Regions from separate parts of the Mus musculus genome. Here all the other regions are linked to region 3. The links are chromatin contacts, called in public ChIA-PET and promoter capture Hi-C maps. All regions are on one chromosome and are shown on one strand. Each heading gives the region's core, a stretch centred on a gene start, on an enhancer-like site or on the middle of the called end of the contact. The rest is flanking DNA. Distances are from core to core; before and after follow the strand shown. Region 1 holds the start of Slc45a3 (solute carrier family 45, member 3). Region 2 holds the start of Rab29 (RAB29, member RAS oncogene family). Region 3 holds the start of Ikbke (inhibitor of kappaB kinase epsilon). Region 4 holds the start of Elk4 (ELK4, member of ETS oncogene family). Region 5 holds the start of Cdk18 (cyclin-dependent kinase 18). Region 6 has its middle 17 kb from the start of Elk4.

Region 1 (3,244 bases), core at 620-3,119, 680 kb before region 3:
GACCTTGGACCGTTCTTCTCTACCTTTCTGCCTTTCTCTCTCCAGGGCTCTGCCTAGGCCCAGTTCTAGCTTGGGACCAGTACACATCTTTTCCAAAACCAGCAGCATGCAGGGCATAATGTACTACCCAAGGACCTTGCCCAGTTCCTCCTCCTGTTCCTTTAGGGTTACTCAGTGAGTTAGAGGGATTGGGGGGTCGGGGGTGGGGGTGGGGATTTCACTCTCCACTCCAAAAGTGCATAAGGAAAGCTTCTCTTGGCAAAGACCCTAACTGGGGCCTGCATGTCCACAGCTGTACTATTATCTTTAGACTCAGCCAGTGAGTCAAACTTTTCTGGGCACTTTTGGTTTTAGTACAGTCTTGCTTCCAGGCCAGCCCTGGAGCTGGGGCAGGCGGGAGATAAGGGAGGAATGAGAGGATGAACTGGGTCCAACAGAAAGGCCAGAGGGTTCAGATCCTGTCCCACTTACTCCCTGGGACACAGTGTTCTGTGTGGTTCCTCAGCTTTCTGTCCAGCATCTAGCTCCTGGGCCCTTCTCTTCCCAGCTCCATATGTCAACCTGTTCCCCATGCCTTAGGCACGTGGGCCCACACCGAGGCTTCACACTCTGGGAAAGGGATTGTGCTTCACGCGTAGGAAACAGAGGCTAGAAACCTTAACAGTTTCACCCTCCTGAGAAAAGCTTCCAGAAGCCCAGCCAGTCATTCTAAGCTGCATCTACTCCGTGCCCGTCTGCAAAGCCCTAGCTGGGCTATTCAAAATTCAACCTAGCCAGCTAGGATTGGGTCTGTCACAGCTGAGCATCAAGTTCTCACCAGATACCCACCGGGCCAAACTCTTCCTACCTACAATTCATACTCCTAGGGAAAGAGGAAGCACCGAGTTCTCCGTGGCCTTGGACGAGTCAAGTGTGTGTCATGAAGGAGGGGGCTGAGTCGGAGGGCAAGGGACAGAGCAGTCACAGGGTTCCCTGTCAGGAAGCGGAGACTAAGGAAGAGCTGAGCCTGCAAAGCTCCTGGAGTTTCTCCACCGGGCGTGCTGCCGCCCGCCGAGCGCTTTCTCGCTCTGTAGAGTACTCCCCATCCCCACCTGAGCCTCGGGACACAGCAGCCACAGCCGGAGCTGCTTTTACTCTCCGCAGGTGGGTAACGGAGGCAGAGAAGGAAGGCGCAGGATCGCACACGTACACTTACACTCATTATCCCAGCCTCAACTCCACCAAAGCCTTGCTCCAATTCTAGGGTCAAGAGAGCTGGGTCCCCTTCTGTCTCCGACCAAGGCTCCCGGTTGAAGGACCTCCCAGGGCTTCCCTAAGTGTGGACCGTGCGCGCCGCGGTGACTCATCTGCCCCTTTCGGGCGCAGCCCAGACAAGGGAAGAAATAAACGCAACTTTCCAAAGAAAACTCTGCGGCGGGAGGCTGCAGCAGGGGCGGCCGGCCTTCCGTCGGCCTGGCCCGGGACTCCGCGGCTCCGATCCCGCCCTCCGCGCGCGGCCCGGGACAGCGGGCACCACAGCACAGCGCTCCGGGAGGAAGCGCACTCAGCGCGGACGCGAGCGGGCGCCCGCCCTAGGCACCCGGTCACCAGGGGCCGCGCCCTCCCCGCGAGCCTCCGCTCGCGCAGGGCCGGGACGCCACGGAGCGGCCCCATCCCGCGGGGTGCTGAAAGCCACCGCCGAGCACGGCCACCCGCGCGCACCTTTCCCGCCGGGACCAGCCCCTCCCCTACCTGGCCCGGCGTGCGGCTGTCACCTGGGGCTGGCGCGTGCGAGCTCGGACCCCTGCTTCACCAACGCGCGCCAGCGGGCGCCTTTTAAATCTCCAGGTTACTCAGTGGGGGGAGAGAGCATGCGCGCTGGGGCTGCCAGGAGGGGGGCGGGGCAAGGCGGGTCGGAGGTGGGGGGGTGCTGGGAGGGGATGGAGGGGTGGGGCCGGTCCCCAAGGGAAGAAAGCGGGAGGTGGAAAAGCAGTCTCCTTTCTGGTCGCGACCGGACGGGCAGCCCCCGCGTGGCTCCTAGACTGCCCTGTCATTACCTAGGGCCGTGCACCGCCCCCTCTGCCGCTTGCCACCAAAACATTTAGGTAAAAACTACCCAGCTCCACGGGGTACCTCCCCTCTGCTCCTCGACCATTGCCCGCGCGTGCCATTCTGGACATCCTGCTGTCCAGGCACAACTGCGACCCACCCGCACTGGACCACGCCTTCAAAGGATCGGCCACATTCTGAGAGCTACTTTTCCTTGCTCTCAGAAAGCTAACTCAGTGCCTCTTTCTGCAACTCAAAGACAAAACTCCCACTTCTTTTTTCTTCTTTTACTTGTGGTTGCGTATAAGGAAGGAGAGGTGATAAATTGCCACCAAAATGTTCCCAGTCAAAGTTTCCAAAATGCCTGGACTGGCAGGAAGCGGGTGCAGGTGGGAGCGTTGCAATCGTAGGCTGATCCCGGGGTGGGGGTGGGGACTTTATTGTGTCTCTTTCATCCATGGAATTGTCTAAGGTGGAGAGACATTCACTTAGGCGACTTGTTGACCTCAATACCACAGGCTAGACATTTCTGCAGATATTTTTGGTGCACGAGACTAAGTAATCATAAAAATATCAGAGGGAAATGTGTTGTTGATGAATATTATATATTGGGCTAAGGGTTGTTTTCATCATCTCGGTATGAATATAAACAGACATTTTCCCCTTTGTTCTTATTCTCTGAGCAAGATACATATAGCCAGAGCTTACATATATGAGCATTTACATCGTATCAAATGTGTGTGATGTCTCAGTGAGAAGAAGTCCACAAGAAGATATGTGCAAGTTTATGTACAAATACTACAGCATGCTGTCTTGAGACCCTGGGGTGGATCGGGTATCCATAGGGTCCTGGGACCATCTGCACTACAGAATCCCAGGAAATGCTTTTGACATGGAGGACCTGGATGGCCTTAGATGGGAACTGGCCACTATGGTGCTGGATTGCAGTGTTTTGTTTGTTTGTTTTTGTTTTTTTGTTTTGGTTTTTTCGAGACAGGGTTTCTCTGTATAGCCCTGGCTGTCCTGGAACTCACTCGTAGACCAGGCTGGCCTCGAACTCAGAAATCCGCCTGCCTCTGCCTCCCCAGTGCTGGGATTAAAGGCGTGTCCCACCAACGCCCCGGCCTGGATTGCAGTGTTAACCCAGTGTTAACCCTTGTGCACCGTGGGGGCAAGTCCTTCCCATCTTCTGGGTTCTGTTCGAGGCAGCTAGTCA
Region 2 (3,245 bases), core at 584-3,083, 590 kb before region 3:
CAGGGGAACCTCCCAAAGTCGGATAGTAGAGCCTAGCTCCAACTTGAGATCCTCCTGCCTCAACCTCTTGAATGCTAGAATTAAAGGTAGAGACAACCACACTATGCTGGAAAAGCTACTTGTTAAGGAGAAACACAGAATAATTTCAGTTCAGAAACATATTCTTTCTTCTACATCTGTGACAGAAGTGAAAACGAGGGAGAATTTATAATAAACATTGGGAAAAACAAACAAAACTTGCCAGAATCAGTATGTTCATACTGTCGGAAAACAGTCCACTGGTAAAAATTAATTCACAGGACATTTTTAACCCAAAATCCATGAAATAAGGACTTGTATTTAGGAGTGGTGGGCAAAGTAGTCAGGAAACAGTTTTTGAAATATTCTATAAAGTTTTCATTTCAAAGAAAAGAGTTAATAAAAAAACTTTCACATGTAAATCTGTGTTGGTACAAATGTAATTTTATGTGCTGGGCGTGGTGGCGCATGCCTTTAATCCCAGCACTTGGGAGGCAGAGGCAGGCAGATTTCTGAGTTCAAGGCCAGCCTGGTCTACAGAGTGAGTTCCAGGACAGCCAGGGCTATACAGAGAAACCCTGTCTCAAACAAAACAAAATAAAAAAAACAAATGTAATTTTATTCTTTCACATTACTGTAACCTTGTTAACTACCTTCTCCTTGTGGTGGTGGTGGAGGTGTGTGTGTGTCTGTGTGTATCTGTGTCTGTGTCTGTGTGTTTGGGGTAGACAGACCGACAGGTGGACAGTTCAGCAGAGTCCAAAGGCCACACTGGGAAAGAAATGAATTTACTTTTAGTGCTTCTTTCTCTCTTCCTCCCTGCCTTCCCCAGTGCAAGAGAAGACGACAGGCCACTCGAGGGTATTTCACATTCTTTCGTGAATTCCTCACATTTCCCACTCAGTTCACTAATGACACCATAGGGCTCATCAGACCTGACCGGAATCTGTCCTCCAGTCTTCCCCACACCTCTGACTGCTTAGCTCCTGGGCTTTCCTCCTAAGGTAACGGGGTTCTTTCCTCAACACCCGTCGGATGCTGGTAGGAAGCAGGGTAACTGCCCCAGCCTGCACTTGAACCGGGACTCAGCTGACTTTGCTGACTGGAGAAGTTGCTCTGGGCAGCGCATGGCTGCGGGAGGGCTCTGCTCTCTGCGGTGAATAGTCCCCGGCTCAGACCCCTTCACCATCTCTCACCTGTATACTTTGGCCCTATCTTTGTAGGTAGGCTGGGGACCCCTTAGAGGCAACCTCGGTACCCAGAGGCTACCGGCTGCGAGCCTCGACCCCTGCTCCTAGTCACCCGTGACCGCTCACCTCCCACGGTGGACTTGTAGTGCTTGCTGAAGCTGTCCTGGGAGTAGCGCTGGACCAGAGACGTCTTGCCAACGGCGGCGTCCCCCACCACCAGCACTTTAAACAGGTGATCTCGGCTGCCCATGGCTAGTGGTGGGGAGAGGTTTTTTGATAGTTTGTTTTTCCGGGAAGTCGCTTATTTCAACCCCTTTGGCTCCCGGGTTCTCTTCCAATTGAAGTCAGGCATCTCCACCCTCGGTTGGTTGAAGCTTCTCTGACTGGAAAGCAGAAAAGGAAACTTTTGCACTCGGCCTGTGCGCGCTTCCTCCCCGCGCGGCCGCAGCCTGGGTGGGGCGGGTACCAGCTCGACCCTCCGCGATTGGCACCTTCCTTTCAGGGACCTCCGAGTCGCTCGCCAGCATTGAACCGTGGCCAGCACCTTGCTTAGAGAAGTACAGATGACTTAGACCCTTTCTCGGACCGCACACACAAAATTGAGGTTGTGCAGAGTCCTTGTCCGGTCCCCGTCCTGCCACTGGCGGCGCACTTCCCAGTCTTCCGTCAAAAACGTTGTGAGCCCCACTGCTCGGAGAACTACATTTCCCAGTGTGCCTCTTGGTAAAGCGACCAGACCAGTGTGGCGACTTGCCACGTACACTCTTGGGAAATGTAGTTTCCTAGCTATCTTGAGCAAATTTACATAAAAGTTTTAAGGTTTTCAAACTTTAAAGAATTTAGAAATCTATTTAAAAACAATTCTAAAGTTTGGCGTCGAAGCACAGGTTTGCAATCCAGGCCTTGGGGAGATGGAAATAGGAGGATCATAAAACCCTAGTTCATCCATCGTCTTCTGCAACAAGTGTGTTCAAGGACCCCTAACCCCACCACTTCCTCTCCCCAGAGCAAGACAAGAGATTGGAAGCAACTTTGGGTCACCCTGAACTACGTAGACCATGATCTCTCCTGTCTAAATCTTTCCCCCAGATGTTTTCTTAAAATCACATTTTAAAGATTTCTAGACGGCCTTTCTTATTAGCCATATTTTAAAGGTTTTATAACACAAAGATAAATGTCCAAGTTCCAAGTGAAGTCCATTTCCTGTTGTCTTAACTACAGAGTCAAATCTCGAGCCTTGTAAAGACAAGGTCAAATTTTCCATATGACCAATAACAGGCACATTTGGGGACATTTGACCCAAAAGATCAACCTTTTAAAAAAAATCTATGTCAAAAGTTACAACACTTAATAACTAGCTATAGCAATAACAATGCAGAATAAACAAGAGATAGTTCCTCATTGACACTTCCACATTTCTTACACCAGCCACGCATAGCGTTTGAGCACCAGGACATTTCCTTTTGTTGCTGCTATTAATTCTGAATACTCATAAAATGATTGGCAAATATTTTTACTTTTCCTACCTGTAATTTTTCTGTCCTGCCTGTCCTTTAGCTAGAAATTGTGGCTAGTAGAATAAGCTTCACTTTTTTCCCCTTTTGGCTGTTTTGTTGTTGTTTGTTTGTTTGTTTGTTTGTTTTTTGTTTGAGAGAGGATTTTCTGTAGCCTAAGTTGGTGTCAACTTCTGACAGTAGACCATAGAACTTGTGGTTCAATTGTAACAACATCCAGTTTTGTAGTTTTGGAGAGTAAATCCAGGCATGCTAGGCAAGTCCTCTACCATCGGAGCTACATCTCCAGCCCTCCTCCTCCTCCTCTCCCTCCTCCTTCTCCTTCTCTTCTTTCTTTTTTCCTTTCGACAGAGTCTATGTAGCCCAGGCTGGCTTTGAGCTCCAGATCCATTTGCTTCTGTTTCTGCTTCTACTCCCTCCACTGGAATGCATGCACACAGTATGCAGCTTTGTGTGTGTGCTCATGTGCGCAAGCTCGTACACATTTGGGGCTGGTTTCTTCCACTACTCTCTCCCTTCCTCT
Region 3 (3,490 bases), core at 984-3,483:
ACATGCACCCATACACAGACACACATATACACACATAAACTCAAACAACACATGCAGAGTCACACATGTATACATTTACACACACACATACACTCATAGACACATATATACTTTACACACAGAAATCTCACACACACAAACTTGCCTCTGGTTCTTGTGCTGCCTTTGGATTACCGCTATTTCTATGATTCCTTGGACCTGGGAAAATGCGGCAATGTCTGTTATGAACATCCTCTTCCCTCCAGGCTTCTAAGCCACACACACACACACACACACACACACACACACACACACACCCCTCACACACACACACTTCACACACACACACACACACCACACACACACACCACACACACACACACACACACACCACACACACACACTTCACACACACACACACACACACACCACACACACACACACACACACACCACACACACACACACACACACACCACACACACACACACACACACACACACACACACCACACACACACACACACACACACACACCTCACACACACACACACACACACACACACACAGCTGGGACACAGGCATGCAGTCCTATATCTTGACCACACCAAGGATGTTTCCTCCCAGAGTCTCCAGGCAAAGTACCATCTATTACAGTTTCACCTTGCTGGCTATCCCTAGTGTCCCAGGTACAAAGCCCCGAACAATTCATGCTCTTTGCACCTCTGGCCCTGCTTCCTATGCTTGCACTAGTCCTCCTTTGCTGCCTAACTCAGAGCACCCAGCAAGGCTGGCAAGCCCTTCCTGCTCCCCCTACAAGGTCCACAAAACCACTGTTTGCTCAGTATGCATTGCCATGCCTTCATATCACATCCAGCATCCCGCATCTCTGGGATTAGATGCCCATGTCTCCCTTTTCTGTCCTGAGCACAGTGCCTGCTTCACAGGAGATACTAGGCTTGGCTCTTGTGTTAAAAGGTGTGAAAATCCCTGGGTGGAAAAGGAGAATAGGCTTGCCAGTGAAAGGAGAGTAAGAGTGCAGGTTCATGGAAGAACATGAGTATAGCCTGCAGCATGGTCAAAGTGACACTGCAAATACCTCGTGGGCCTGAGGGGTACCCTTACCATAAAAGTAACCCAGACTTTCTAGACTGATGGAGTAGCCACATTGAACAGGTCCACCTTGCTAGAAAAGGGGGTCTTACAGCACCTGTTAAATAATGTGCTAGAGAAAATGCATGCTTCTGTCCTCTCCAAGTCCATGATCGACAAGTGCAATCCCCCATGTTCTTGCCAGGTGGAAACCTGTAACACACAGGCTGGAGTGTGGAACCCTCAGGTCTGCCCCTCCTGGCCTCACTGTGAAAAGCCACTGTAAGGGCTCTAGCTGTCACATTATCATTGGGTGGATCTGTCAGCGACAAGCTCCGGGCCTGTTCTTGCCTCTCCTCCCTGTGGTGGGGTGGGGCTGGCAGAGGAAATCACCAGGTGTGGCCAGGGGAAAGTCCCACCAACATTCTAGAGAAACATGGAATTTCCTGGGTTTTAACCCCTTGTCCAACTGCCCACTCAGAGCTGACCAGAGCAGCACAGCCCCCCTTCCCGGCTTCCCAGGATATCTGGAGTACTGGCTTATGGCTGGGAAGGTGGGCAAATTACTAAAGGTGTACAGAACTTGATACCATCAAACATGGTCTGAAAAAAAAAAACCACTTCCCAGATTCTCCATCCCCCTGCCATCCATACTACCTAAAGCACACAGTGCATTTGAGTGGCTGTGGTCAGAAAACGGCACCAGGTGGGAGCAGGTTTTGCTGTGTGTAAGGTCAGAGTAGGGGCTATGATCTGGGTGTGTACTTGTTCTTGAAAGCTCTAAAGGAAGATAAGTCCTGTCCAGCTTCTAGGAGGGGCAAGCACAGGTCCTGGCTCTTTCTAGGCAGTTTTCAACTTGGTTAACTTGTTGGACTTCTTTAGTTAACTTTAAGCAGAGCTTTGAATTTCCCTCCAGAGATGCCAGCATAGTACTCAGTGGCCTGTCACAGAGCCCCCAGCCTCCGTTCTTGGCTTCCTTGTGGCTCAGGCGATGGCCCTATGGCTTCCACTTGACAACTCACAGAATCCTCTTTCCCTTTACTGAAGGGGGAGTGGAGGTGTGTGTGGCAGCCGTTGAGATGCCTGTCCCTTTAAGAGCGAGAGGAAGGGAGGGAAAGAGGAGGGGAGAAAGAGAGAAAGAGAGAGAGAGAGAGAAGTGAATCAGGAAGTATGATAGTTAAGAGCCTGGGACTGGGTACCCCACTGCTCTCAGAGAGGCAGGAAAGAGACCTTCAGGCTCAAGACCATCACCTGCTTTGCCTGTGGATCCTGGGGGGCCCCATAGCTACCAGGATCTTCTAGGCACTGCCCAGGATTGACTTCAAGGCCTGAATCCCTGGGGGTGCCACCCAGTTCCACAAGTCTGCATTGCCCTGCAACTGAGATAGGAGATGGGGTGAGTGTGTAGTGTCTGTGGAGGAGGGTGGTGTGGGGAAGCCAGTGGGGCAGCTTCAAGTCAATACTCAGCTGAATGCCCGAGTCCTGTGTTTTTCTTGTGGTTGCTGGGAGCCTGGTAGTGTTCTGCACTCCCTCTGTGGGAAAACACTCTCAGAACGGACTGCTTGGAGGCCAGTGAGGGGCAGGGACCATGATGGCCCTGAGAAGAACCATGATTGGCCAAAAAAAGCTCCCCTCCTGGGCTCTGCTTCTCAACATGCTGATGCAAAGCTGGGGTTCAGCTTTGGGGGCCTCTACTGGCCTCTGCTTGGGATCTTTCCCCTGGGGCCCAAATAACCAGGAGAGGTTTCCAGAACAGCTGGAAAGAAGCTGGACACCGCCCCCCCCCCCCCTCTGCTCGCTTCAAGAACTGTAGGGAAGGTGACAACAGGAACAAGTTAAAGGGCTGGGACTGGTGGCCTTTGATGGGGCTGAGAATCAAACAGCACAGCAACAGCACGAAGGGGCCTCTCATCCACCCACCCTTCTCTTTCCGGTGTAGCTCAGCTCCTGGACTTGCCCCAGACAGAAAGCAAAACACACACTTGCCAGGGAGAGTCTTTGCCTGATTCTGAGCCACTTGGAGTGCAGGTATGTGTATCTGCCACAGAGGAGCCCCCGAGGAGGATAGGAGTCTGTGGGCAGGCTGGCGTTGACTCACAGAAGGCTGCTGTGCTGCACCTTCTATGCACAGAGGGTCTTGGGGATGGGAGGGTGGATGGGAGGATGATCCAGAGATAATCCAGATGTGCCACAATCAGAGCTTCTAGGTACAGAACCCAGGGCCATGCTGCCCATCTGGGATGCTGTTCTGTGCACCTCACTGCCCGCCTTCCTGACTGCAGCTATGCTTTGCCCCAGTAGCAGGGCTTGGTTGAGGACCAGCCTAGGTAGAGTCATGAAGGTGACACAATCTGCTGCCCCCAGCTGAAGGTGACACAATCTGCTGCACCCAGCTCCCAAGACTGCAGCCTTGGCCTCCAC
Region 4 (3,599 bases), core at 923-3,422, 730 kb before region 3:
AACACACCACAAAAAATTAGTTGTGCTAAGGATCAACCCATGATTCAATTTCTGTGTTATTCTTTCAAAGAACTCCTACATACACCGTTGAAACTCTTCATTTTAGCTCCTACAAGTGAACCTCAATGAGTTCCTCAACTTCGACAGAGAACATGGTGGCACACACTTTTATCCCAGGACTGAGGCAAAGGAAGTTCGATCTGAGTTCTTGGCCAGCCCAATCCATATAGTAAGTTCCAGGCCAGCTAGGGCTACATGAAATACTAGAGACCCTACCCCAGCCCCAAGTACAGGAACCAAGTAGAAGTGAAACTGTCCTATAACCCAGGCTCTCCTGAGATGAAGCAGGGAGGGCTGTGGGTATGAAGCCCGGGCTACTGACCAACAAAGAGGGAACAAGACAGACAGATTCCATATAGGTACAAAAACAGAGACACTGTCTAAGTACTAACAATTACAGCTTCAAAAGGTTTTTTAGAAGCATAATGGAGGCAGACTTAAATGGACCCAAATCATCGTTGACAGATTAAATGCTGGAAAAGGTTTAACACTCAAAGACTAATCTCTAAGCTACAATGAAACGGGGCTTTAGGAGCTGGAGAGCAGCTCGGTGGCAAAGTGCTTTGTCTTGTCTAGCATGCCTGAGAACACAGGTTAGATGACCAGCACTGCACCTAGGTAGAGAAAATTGCTTTCTCGAAGAAGTGCAATGGAAAAAGAAGAGAACAGGGGCGCCTGGAGTGCAGACCAGCTGATGAACACCTGATGCAGACCCCAGTTTTGATACATAGCACAAGAAGGAAGGAGAGGAGGCTGAAAGCAACGGTGAGAGCCACAAGAGGATATTAAATGTATACTTTTTTTTTACCTTTTTGTGCTGGTGACTGAAGAGTACATCCCCTGCCTCAAATATATAATGGTGTCCCAAAAGTTAAGACAATATTTCCCCCCCAAAAATGTAACAAACTCCACGTAAGCAGTTTCCATTTTAAAATAAAACCAAAGATCAAAGAACAAAGAGTTCCTACAAGGAAAAGTTGAATCATACTCTTTTAAAAACACCACTCCTAGCCGGAAATACAGAAGCCCCACGTTCTGTGCATGGGGGGGAAGAGAGAAGAGCTCTGACCTTAGAACGGCAGCCATTCTACTGAAAGACTCTTACTTAAATGACCTAACCTTCACATTGCAAGGGCTCGAGAAAATGCCAACCGTGTCTTCTGAGTTCACCCAACAAATTCCCCCTTATTTCCTTGCCGATGCCCGTTAAAACTCCTCCCCTCAAAGATGTTTCCAATGCTTTTCCGAGGAAAAGCTTGCCACAGCTGTACAGGAAGCGAGGAGGACTGATGAAAAGTAGAGAAAGAAAAACCTGTGGCCGGATGGACAGCGAGCTTGGGGAAGGGAAGAATGCGGCGTGAGGCCGCGCGCCCCGAGATCAAAGTGCGGGGAGACGCAGACCTCCGGCCCGTGGGCGAGCCAAGAAAGCACTTTCACTTTCCAACTTCCTGCCACTCCGGCAAGTTAAAACCGTTCCCCTCTGCCCCACCCAGGCAACAAAAAACCGCTGCCACCTTCCGCCCAAGGGACTTCTCACGACCCACCGAGGTGCGGGCAAGGCGGAGGGGGCGCTCCGGCGAGCACCTGAGCTCCACCGAGCTGCTCCCCCAAGGAGAGCGCGCCAGCGGGCCCCGCCCACCCACCAGGTCCCACCCTCCCGCCACCAAGCTCCGCCCCTCCCTCCGCCCGGTGCACTTCCTGCCGCGCCCGCAACCTCCGCCCGGCCCGCGCGGAAACCTGGCTGAGGGGCGGTGGTGCGAGACCCCGACGGGGCGTGGGCGTGCTGCTCACCAGGCAGGGCACGGGACTCCTCGGCCTTGAACGCGGTGCGAGACTCTGTCGCCCACCGCTCCTCACACTCGGACCTCAAAGACCGCGCGGCGAACAGTGGCGACCCCCGCGCCGGGGCCCGAGAAAGCGGCGGCCGAGCCGAGCCAGCCGCGTGCCCGCAGCCGCCCGCATCTCCCGCTGCCGCAGGTCTCGAGCCCCGCCCTCGCACACGCGGCCGGGACGGCGAAGTGGCTATAGTTAAGCTGCCACTCGCCGTGCGTGCGCTCGACGTTCTTCACTACGGCCGCCGTCTCCCGTCGTTCCGCGGCCTCCGCCACTCTCAAACCCCCCCCCCCCGGCACTGCCGGGGCCCTTCCTCGACGCCGAAGCAGCGCGAGCGTCACTTCCGGGGGAGGGGCCGGGCCCCAAAGCCAGTGTTTTGTTTCTGGCCCGGGGCTCCCGTACGTACCCTGTTAGTCCGTCCCGTGCACTCGCTCCGGGGACTCCTGCTCTGCCGGACATTCGTACTTCCTCGCAGGCCCAAAGTCCTGCTTAGGGCTCTCGGGGTAGCAATCTGGGCCCAGGGCTGTGGCGGCGGAGCTGACGTGTGAGGACGACGCCCACTGGTTTACATTGCGAGCTACCACCACCACTTGATCAGAATCATTGACGAATGGTCTCTCTAGAATGGGAAAAGCTTTCCCCCTTACCAACTTAGCTTGGTCCAGAGCTTTAACTTTCTTTCTTTCTTTTCTTTTTTCTTTTTCTTTCTTTTTTTTTTTTTTTTTGGTTTAGAAACAGTATTTTAACACGTAGCTCTAGCTGTTCTGAACTCATAGGAGATCCTTCTGCTTCAACTCCTGGCCCCAAGTGGTGGGATTACAGATATTTACAGATGTGCACCACCACGTCCAGTCTAAGTGACTTTACTTAAGAATCCGAAACACCCAATTCATTGCCTGTAAAGTCACTGTGAAAACCTAATTTTCAAAACTTGCAACATCCAAAGAAGGGATGCAGAAATCAACACCCAATTCCAAGGTTCACAAGTGTTCGCAGCTGAGGCAATTGAGCGTTCCATTTTGTCTCCCTGCCCCACTAAACGAATGAGTGTGTTGTTTGTTTACTTAGGCTTTTTGAGACAGTTTCTGTACTTAAAGCTCTCATGGGATTGACTGTGCCACTCAATTTGGGGTTGGACTCTCAGCAACCCTGTCTCAGTATCAACATTATGAGGATGTTAAGCGTAAGCTGGTTCTTACAAATGTGATTTGTGTTTGGAAGCAAGGTCTCATGAAGTCCGAGCTGAGGTTGACTTTGAACTCCTGATCCTGTTTCCTCCACCTCCCAAGTGATGAATTTACAGGCTTTTAACACCAAGCTCAGTTTCATATATATATAGCTATAGATATCTATATAGATATATAGATACAGATATCTATATATATAATTTTTTCTTTGATAATTTCATACATGCATACAATATATTTTAAACATAGTCCCCCTCCCTCACCTTTCTGACTCCTCCCAGATCCCCCTATGTGCCCTCTTTTTCATTGTTTCTTAACCCAGTGAGTCCAGTTAGTATTGCCCATATATGCCTGGATGTGAGACAGTCCACTAGTCCACTAGATCGTGGTCAGGGACCCACCTCTAAAGAAAACTGACTCATTCTGGCACCCATCAAAGGCCAATAGCTCTTCAGCTAGGGGCGGGGCGTCTATGCTCTGTTCACAATGGAATGTCAACTGCTTGCTCTTGTACAGATC
Region 5 (3,268 bases), core at 56-2,555, 860 kb before region 3:
CACTCTTTGCAGCCCTTCAGCTTGTAGCAGCCACAGCTGCATAAAACACTCATTCCCAGAAAAATCTCCATGCCCTGGTAGGGAAGGTAGCAAAGAGCTGGTAGGCCCTTGTGGGATGTCAGCCACCCATAAGTCACTCTCATGTGGCTGTGACCTCAGGACTCTGTCTTTTAGAAGAAAACTGTCCTCTTTCCAACACCACATTCTCCTCAAAGCAGCCTTCTCAAGGGCACCCAGATTGCAGAAGCTATGTGCCATATCTGCTAAAAGAACAGAGGGCAAGGACCTCTTTGATGTAGTCCCGGCAGAGCACCGGAAGCAAGGATAAAAAGGCCCCAGCATAAGAAGGCTGACCCTCAGCCCACCCCAGCGTTTTTGTGGCGTGCTTTAAACAAACAAAAGGTTTATTTATATTTAGCTTGTGTGCACGCGCGAATTTCGCCCACAGCTGTGTGTATCTAACACATATGTTCTTGGCACCATGGATCAGAAGGTGTCAGATTCCCTAGAACTGGAGCTATAGACAGTTGTGAGCAGTCATGCGGGTGCTGGAAACGGAACCGGGGTCCTCTGCAAGAGCAGTAACTGCTCAGGACTGCTTAACCATCTCTCCAGCGCCCCTGGTGGTGGTTTTTGACCCCTGACGTTAGACAGTGTGGGAGAATGATGTTTGACCTGGGTTCTAAGCCTTGTAGGACTTTGGGCTTCTTCAGTCTCCTTTCTGAGACTTAGTTTCCCCTTGTGTAAACCGAGACCTGACTTAGCATTGCCTATCTGCAAAGCTTCTTAGTTGATTCACTTGGCCAAAAAGGACAGAGTTGTTCCTCTTCATAGTGGAAGAGGGATGCTATGTGGGAAGGAACTCTTCCTCCAGGCCATGGAGAGGCAGAGATGGGGGAAGGGATCAGGGAGATATTATCAGGTAAGTGACAATTTCACACTCCATAAAAGAGAGGAGAATAGGCGAGGCCCTGTGCCCTGAGATCGCACATTAGCTCTTAGGTGCTAGGCGCTGCCCCCACTACCCTCCCCCCACCCCCCGAAATTGGCACTCAGCAGGTTGGGTAGAGACAGAGACCTGTCCGGTGTGGTCCAGGCTAAAGGGCCTCACCCTGTACTTAGTTTAGGGCCAGCTTATGAGGGGAACAGGAAGAAGCACAGGCCTTAGTTCCCAGAGTGGGAGAAAGGGGTGGCCCTGGGACAGAGGGAGAGCAAGGGATTGGCAGTGACTGTGGGCAGGGCCGGTCCGGACAAAGGCGGAGTCAACTTGTACACGTGAAAAACTCTGGCTGGGGCCCGGCTTTTGCCTTCCTCCTCCTCTTACCCACCTTCCTGCACCCCTCCCTTCTCCCTTCTCCCGCAGCTCAGGTTACAGCTTCTTTGGGGGGAAAACCGCTCACCTTTCCAGGGCCAGGAAGAGCCAGGGTCCCGAGTAGGGACCCCGGCGGGGCGCGGGGCAGGGCACCTAAGCCTGGCAGCGCGGCCGCGGAGGGCGGGAGCCGGCTCGCCACGACCGGGACACGCGCAGAGTCCGCCGCGGCGGCCAGAGAGGGGCACCGCGCCGGGCAAGCTGAGCAAAGGTAAGCCGGGCGGTCCTTAAAGGGGCCGACTGCCTTTGCGCTGGAGATTTGGGCAGAATTCCCCAGCTGCCATAGGCGATGGGCGCTCGGCAGGCGCGCTTGCGTTTTATTTTTTTATTATTTATTTATTTTTTTGGTGTGTGTGTGGGGTGAAGGATGCCCTGGGAAAGCCACTCCCAAGTTCCAGGTGCTGAGGCAGAACGCGTGCCCCGCGGGGACTCTGGATCCCGGACTCCCTTTGGCCCTGACCTCCGTCGGAACCCTACAAACGCAAAAGTTCCCCTCCCAGGCACAAGCCAGACGCTAAGTGCTTTCCTTATGGGAAGGACAAGGGTCAGGAGTCCCGATAACGAAGGGATTCAGGAGAGTGTAGGGCCAGATTGCCACCTCGAAGAGCTTTCTGGGCTTTCGTGAACTTTCCAGCCCCACAGGCCATGGGTGGTAGGCCAGAGACCTGGGGAAAACTGAGGACAGGTGAAGCCCCGAGCGCTGGCTGCGTGGTGAGGAGAGTCGCTAGGGAACGTGTCTCTTCTCTTGGGCTAAGTCCAGAGAAGCAATGATCCTCCCCTCCTGTGGACAGCGGTTGATAGCGTGTGGGAAAGGAGGGTGGGTGGCTCGCTCTTCAAACGCATGGCTTGACTGCTCTGTTTGGAGGTCACAAACAGGACTCTGAAAATGGGGTGGGTCAGAGGCTCTGTTCCACGCGGTTGGGGGACAGGCCCCTGATGGCCTTGGGGTTGTTTTCCCTGTACTGAGGGGTCAGCACCCCTCTAGGCTCCAGCGGCCTCATATATTTCTCTTAAGCTTTCCCAGGAGCAGGGGTAGAATTGTGGGATAGGGGCAGTCCTCAGAACCTTCTGAGTTCTGGCTGCTGCCATCTGCCCCTCTTTGTCATCCCAGCTCGGCCTTGAGCAATCTTCCCCAGCCTACCCAGCTGTGTTGTGTGGCCTGGGCCCCGTGGGTCGCAAAGCCCCCACCCTATCAGATGTGAGATTCAATGGAGGCACATAGCCCACAGTGAGGCGGGGTAGGTGGGGATCCAAATCCTTGTGTCTCAAGAACGCATGTCTTTGTCATGCCTTGGGCCTGGGATAGCTTCTGGGGTGTGGCCAACAGGCAGCTATGCCTGTGGACTTGGGCTGCATCGGAGGCTCCCTCTGCCCCAGCTCCTGTCTCCAATCTCTGCAATGTGCCAAGCAAGGTGTCATAATAATGTTATGATAGTTCATGAGTGTTATGATCACTAATGCACTAGCCAAGGAACAGACTGGGGGAGGGGTGGGTGAGAGTGATGTAACGGGTTCAATCCGGTCTACATCTATCTGACCCCAAGCCCGGTCCCAACTCCTGCTCTTCCTGGGCTGGAATTCCCAGGGAGGACAGGGGTAGTTCTCTAAGTAATCAGGCTCCCCAGGCAGACCCAGGCTTTACCAGAGGGACAATAATCTGAGAAACAAGTGGATTCCTAGTCTGGGATTGTTCGGGGAGGGGATAGCTGCCCTGAGATCCAGAGGGAATGGGATTGTGTTTCTCTCCAAACCCTGTGTTCTCTGTCAGTTAATTGATCCTGCTCCCAGGGGAAGAGGCCGCTCTTCATAGGGAAAAAGCCTGGCTTGGGTCTTCTGACTCCTACCTCACTCTAGCCTTCTCTTCTGCCCCTCCTCCTCTTCCTCTTCCTCTTTCTCCTC
Region 6 (3,439 bases), core at 704-3,203, 710 kb before region 3:
CTTCCTCTAGGAAGTCTTCCTGGTGCCCACACGGCATCTCAGGCTGACCTAGATATCATCTATGCACGCGGCTAGCCCTGGGCCGCTGGTACACATTGTCACTCATTCTGTAACAGTGTCTGTGTGCCACAGCCTTGGTTGCAGACCAAAAGGCTAAAGAGGAGTGAGGGGAGGGAGAAGAGTATTGTAACATCTCTTAAAAGTTCTTGACTCAGGCTGGAGAGATGGCTCAGTGGTTAAGAGCACTGACTGCTCTTCCAGAGGTCCCAAGTTCAATTCCCAGCAACCACATGGTGGCTCACAACCATCTGTAATGAGGTCTAATGCCCTCTTCTGCTGTGTCTGAAGACAGCAACAGTGTACTCACATAAAATAAGTAAATAAAGAAATAAACCTTAAAAAAAAAAAAAAAAAAAAACAGGTTCTTGACTCACCATGCTCAACCAGCCCTAAGACGACCCACGTGAGGGATGTGGAATACAAAATCAAGGTCTTGCTATGTGGCCCAGGCTGGCCAGGTGGTTCTTAATTTTTATTTTATGTGTATGGATATTCTGCTTGCATATGTGTCTCTATACAATGTGTATAACTAGTGCCTCACGGGAGCCAGAAGAGGGCATCAGATGCCCTGGAACTGGGTTACAAACCACTGAGAGCCACCATGTGGGTGCTGGGACTGAAACCTGTGCCCCCTGGAAGAGCAGTGGGTGATTTTAACCCCTTGGCCCTCTCTTCAGTCCTCCTGGGCAAGTAGCTTTCCTGCTGCATGAAGGGCTGAGTGGACGTCCACACTGTCAACTGAGGCGCTCGCAGTGTTCACAGCTTATTAAGCAGAATCTTGAGGAAGCTTTAAACTTGTATCTTAGTTTGGGTTTTGTTGCTCTGAAAAGATATCATGACCATGACAGCTTTTTTTTTTTTTTTTTTTTTTTTCCCGAGACAGGGTTTCTCTGTGTAGCCCTGGCTGACCTGGAACTCACTTTGTAGACCAGGCTGGCCTCGAACTCAGAAACCCGCCTGCCTCTCCCTCCCGAGTGCTGGGATTAAAGACGTGCACCACCATGCCCAGCTCCATGACATAACTCATAAAACACTTAATTGGGGCTGGCTTATAGTTCCAAAGGTTCAGTCCATTATCATCATGACAGAAAGCATGGCAGTGTGCAAGCAGATAGACATGGCGCTGGAGGAGCCAAGAGTTCTACATCTTGATCCCAAGGCAGCAGAAGGAGACTGTCTTCAGCACACAGCCAGGAGGAGGGTCTGCTCCGCACTAGGCAGAGCTTGAGCACTAGGAGACCTCAAAGCTCCGCAGTGACAACCTACTTCTCCTAATAGTACCAAGCACACAAACGCATGAGTCTATGAGGGCCAAACCTATTCATAGGACCACAACTTGGTTTTGTTTTTGTTTTTTGAGACAAGGTTTCTTTGTGCAACCCTGGCTGTCCTGGAACTTGCTCTGTAGACCAGGCTGGCCTGGAACTCAGAGATTTGCCTGCCTCTGCCTCTCAAGTGCTTGGGATCAAAGGCATTCGCCACCAATAGCAGCAGGCTCAATTCCTAATTTCTACCCATATCAGGGTGCACAGATGATTGGAATTCTCACAGAGCAAGAACGGCATCTTATGCTGCCCATTTTAGAGCCCACCAGGTTCTCAGAGAGCAGCGATGGCTGGTGGATGGCACTGTGGTCAAACAGGGGGACCTTTTTAAAGGTCCTGTCCACTTATTTAAAAAAAAAAAAACTACCTTCTAATTTTTAAATATTAGCTCTACAGAAAAGGTGTAATATGTTACAGATCTGCTGGAAGCTTGCACTGACCCAGACCTCTCTATCCTCCTGCTTCTACCTCCCAAGTACTAGGATTTTAGGCACGTGCCTTATGCATGACTTGTGGAACCTCTAACCCCATTCAGGATTTTACCCTCATGACTCTTCATGGCTGTGTCGCCTAAGGCCCACCTCCAGTGTACTGGCCTAGGTTTCAACATATCTTCCTGAGCCATCCACACTAGTCAGATGTCACTGCAATCAAATACCAAGAAATGTGTAGCCTGTAGTTTGTGGGATAGCCTTCCCAGAGTCCAGCTGCCTCCACAAACAGGAAGTTGACACTGACCAGGCCAAGGATCACAGAGGAAGTGATAACTGATTTAATTAAAGACTGAAATTCGTGGGGGCTGTAAATTTGCTAAAGTCTATAAAGATGAAGCTGAGCCGAACAACACCGCTTATACACATACGTGGGCATCTGCACAAGGCCTACTTCCAGCAAGAGCACAATGAGGTCAAGCAGTATGTTCCAGGTCATATCAGGCTCCCTCTAAATACACAGAGCGATTTGGTAACAGTATTGGATGTCTGAAAGTCGCAGCTCCAAACAGCTCTCAGCCAACAGTGACCAAACTGCCAGGCTACTGTAATCAACCCTCACCCTGGAAAACAAGAGCTTTTCCCACAGTGGTGAAGGGGGTAACTGGAGACTCTGAAGAGAGGGCTAGAGGGCCAAAAAGACGGGGAGTATATGGAAGATGAGACATCACACACCCAGCAAGGCCCTTCTATGCTTCCCCAAGTCGCTCTGCCCCGTTTGAAACAGGTAGGCCCAACACCCGCAGTCAAAGGAAGCTATGTCAGTCTGGACTTTCCTCCTCCATCCACAAGAATCACTCACTGACTGCCTGACACATCTCTGCAGTAGAGGTATCTCAGCTTCTTCCTCCCCGTCTCCATGAAATGCACCAGCTGGGCCCAGGCCTACAAGTCACAGCAAGGGCCAGTTGGCTCATGTATGAGACCACATCCTACCTGCTTTCCACAGCCCCCTGCCTTCTTCTTCGCTACCCCTTTAGTGCCTTTCCTATTTCTCAGTAAGTTGGGAGTAAGTGCATGTTGTATGAGAAATGTAGTTCAAATCTGCAGAAGACCTTAGTCCCAGTTATTCAGAACTTGTGTTGAAATACTACTCTGTGCCTAAGCTTCCTGCTCCCTAAGGATTCATCCTTTGTAAACCCAGCTGAGAAGGGAGGTCCCCCGAGAGAAGATAATTATTGGCTCTAGGGATCAGGTTCTGAGCTGATGGTCGACCAAGGCAATAACTGAAAGACCAATGATTCTTTTCTTTCTCACGCTACCCTTTACACACACACACACACACACACACACACACACACACACACACACACACACACACACACATACACACACACACACACACACACACCAGCACATGCACTCAGGGCCTCTGGGCCAGGTCTCAGTTCTGTGTCAGTATGGGAAAAATAAGGTTGATGAAATACATGTGTAAATGAAAGTTATCATCTGAACTTGAAACAGAAGTTATGCTATATTTATGTTTAATAAAAGGTTTTTAAGGGCTAGAGATATACCTCCGAGATATCCTTGCCTAGCATGTGAAAGACCCTGGGTTCAATC

What was found. Promoter capture Hi-C pulls out the DNA fragments that hold promoters and counts their contacts. ChIA-PET counts read pairs in DNA pulled down with a chosen protein or histone mark.
Region 1: a promoter capture Hi-C map of liver shows a contact between it and region 3, with 4 times the contacts expected there. The contact joins the promoter of Slc45a3 here to the promoter of Ikbke in region 3. A contact is called at or near these places in 1 of 39 promoter capture datasets (liver) and 1 of 115 datasets of contacts at active chromatin or transcription factors (pancreatic cancer cells).
Region 2: a promoter capture Hi-C map of embryonic stem cells shows a contact between it and region 3, with 3 times the contacts expected there. The contact joins the promoter of Rab29 here to the promoter of Ikbke in region 3. A contact is called at or near these places in 5 of 39 promoter capture datasets (the C10 cell line, HPC-7-derived erythroid cells, embryonic stem cells and 2 more), 1 of 115 datasets of contacts at active chromatin or transcription factors (memory CD8 T cells) and 3 of 9 other capture datasets (adipose tissue, liver and macrophages).
Region 4: an RNA polymerase II ChIA-PET map of memory CD8 T cells shows a contact between it and region 3, with 49 read pairs. The contact joins the promoter of Elk4 here to the promoter of Ikbke in region 3. A contact is called at or near these places in 1 of 484 Hi-C or Micro-C datasets (CD8 T cells), 4 of 115 datasets of contacts at active chromatin or transcription factors (bone marrow-derived dendritic cells, memory CD8 T cells, pancreatic cancer cells and 1 more) and 1 of 9 other capture datasets (pancreatic islet).
Region 5: a promoter capture Hi-C map of pre-B cells shows a contact between it and region 3, with 2.5 times the contacts expected there. The contact joins the promoter of Cdk18 here to the promoter of Ikbke in region 3. A contact is called at or near these places in 1 of 39 promoter capture datasets (pre-B cells) and 1 of 115 datasets of contacts at active chromatin or transcription factors (pancreatic cancer cells).
Region 6: a promoter capture Hi-C map of liver shows a contact between it and region 3, with 2.5 times the contacts expected there. The contact joins the enhancer-like site here to the promoter of Ikbke in region 3. A contact is called at or near these places in 1 of 39 promoter capture datasets (liver), 1 of 484 Hi-C or Micro-C datasets (pro-B cells) and 1 of 115 datasets of contacts at active chromatin or transcription factors (pancreatic cancer cells).

What each region holds. Positions count from the first base shown.
Region 1 is chr1:131,961,540-131,964,783 of GRCm38.p6, reverse strand. Slc45a3 (solute carrier family 45, member 3) reads right to left here and starts at 1,869. Exons shown (of 5, transcript NM_001177628.2): 1 at 1,732-1,869.
Region 2 is chr1:131,865,865-131,869,109 of GRCm38.p6, reverse strand. Rab29 (RAB29, member RAS oncogene family) reads right to left here and starts at 1,833. Exons shown (of 6, transcript NM_144875.2): 1 at 1,700-1,833; 2 at 1,335-1,591. The coding sequence starts at 1,458.
Region 3 is chr1:131,278,306-131,281,795 of GRCm38.p6, reverse strand. It overlaps Ikbke (inhibitor of kappaB kinase epsilon), which reads left to right and starts at 2,233. Exons shown (of 22, transcript NM_019777.3): 1 at 2,233-2,465; 2 at 3,009-3,097. The region is part of intron 1 of Gm51644 (a long non-coding RNA gene); the gene reads right to left.
Region 4 is chr1:132,006,193-132,009,791 of GRCm38.p6, reverse strand. Elk4 (ELK4, member of ETS oncogene family) reads right to left here and starts at 2,172. Exons shown (of 5, transcript NM_007923.3): 1 at 1,852-2,172.
Region 5 is chr1:132,137,722-132,140,989 of GRCm38.p6, reverse strand. It overlaps Cdk18 (cyclin-dependent kinase 18), which reads left to right and starts at 1,305. Exons shown (of 16, transcript NM_008795.2): 1 at 1,305-1,580.
Region 6 is chr1:131,989,230-131,992,668 of GRCm38.p6, reverse strand. No RefSeq gene overlaps it. Among named protein-coding and RNA genes, the nearest start is that of Elk4, 17 kb to the left of the region's middle. Within about 2 kb of position 1,953, at least 11 of the 459 cell types and tissues checked have an H3K27ac peak or open chromatin away from gene starts, as enhancers often do. A contact at or near this core is called in liver, where this site is marked.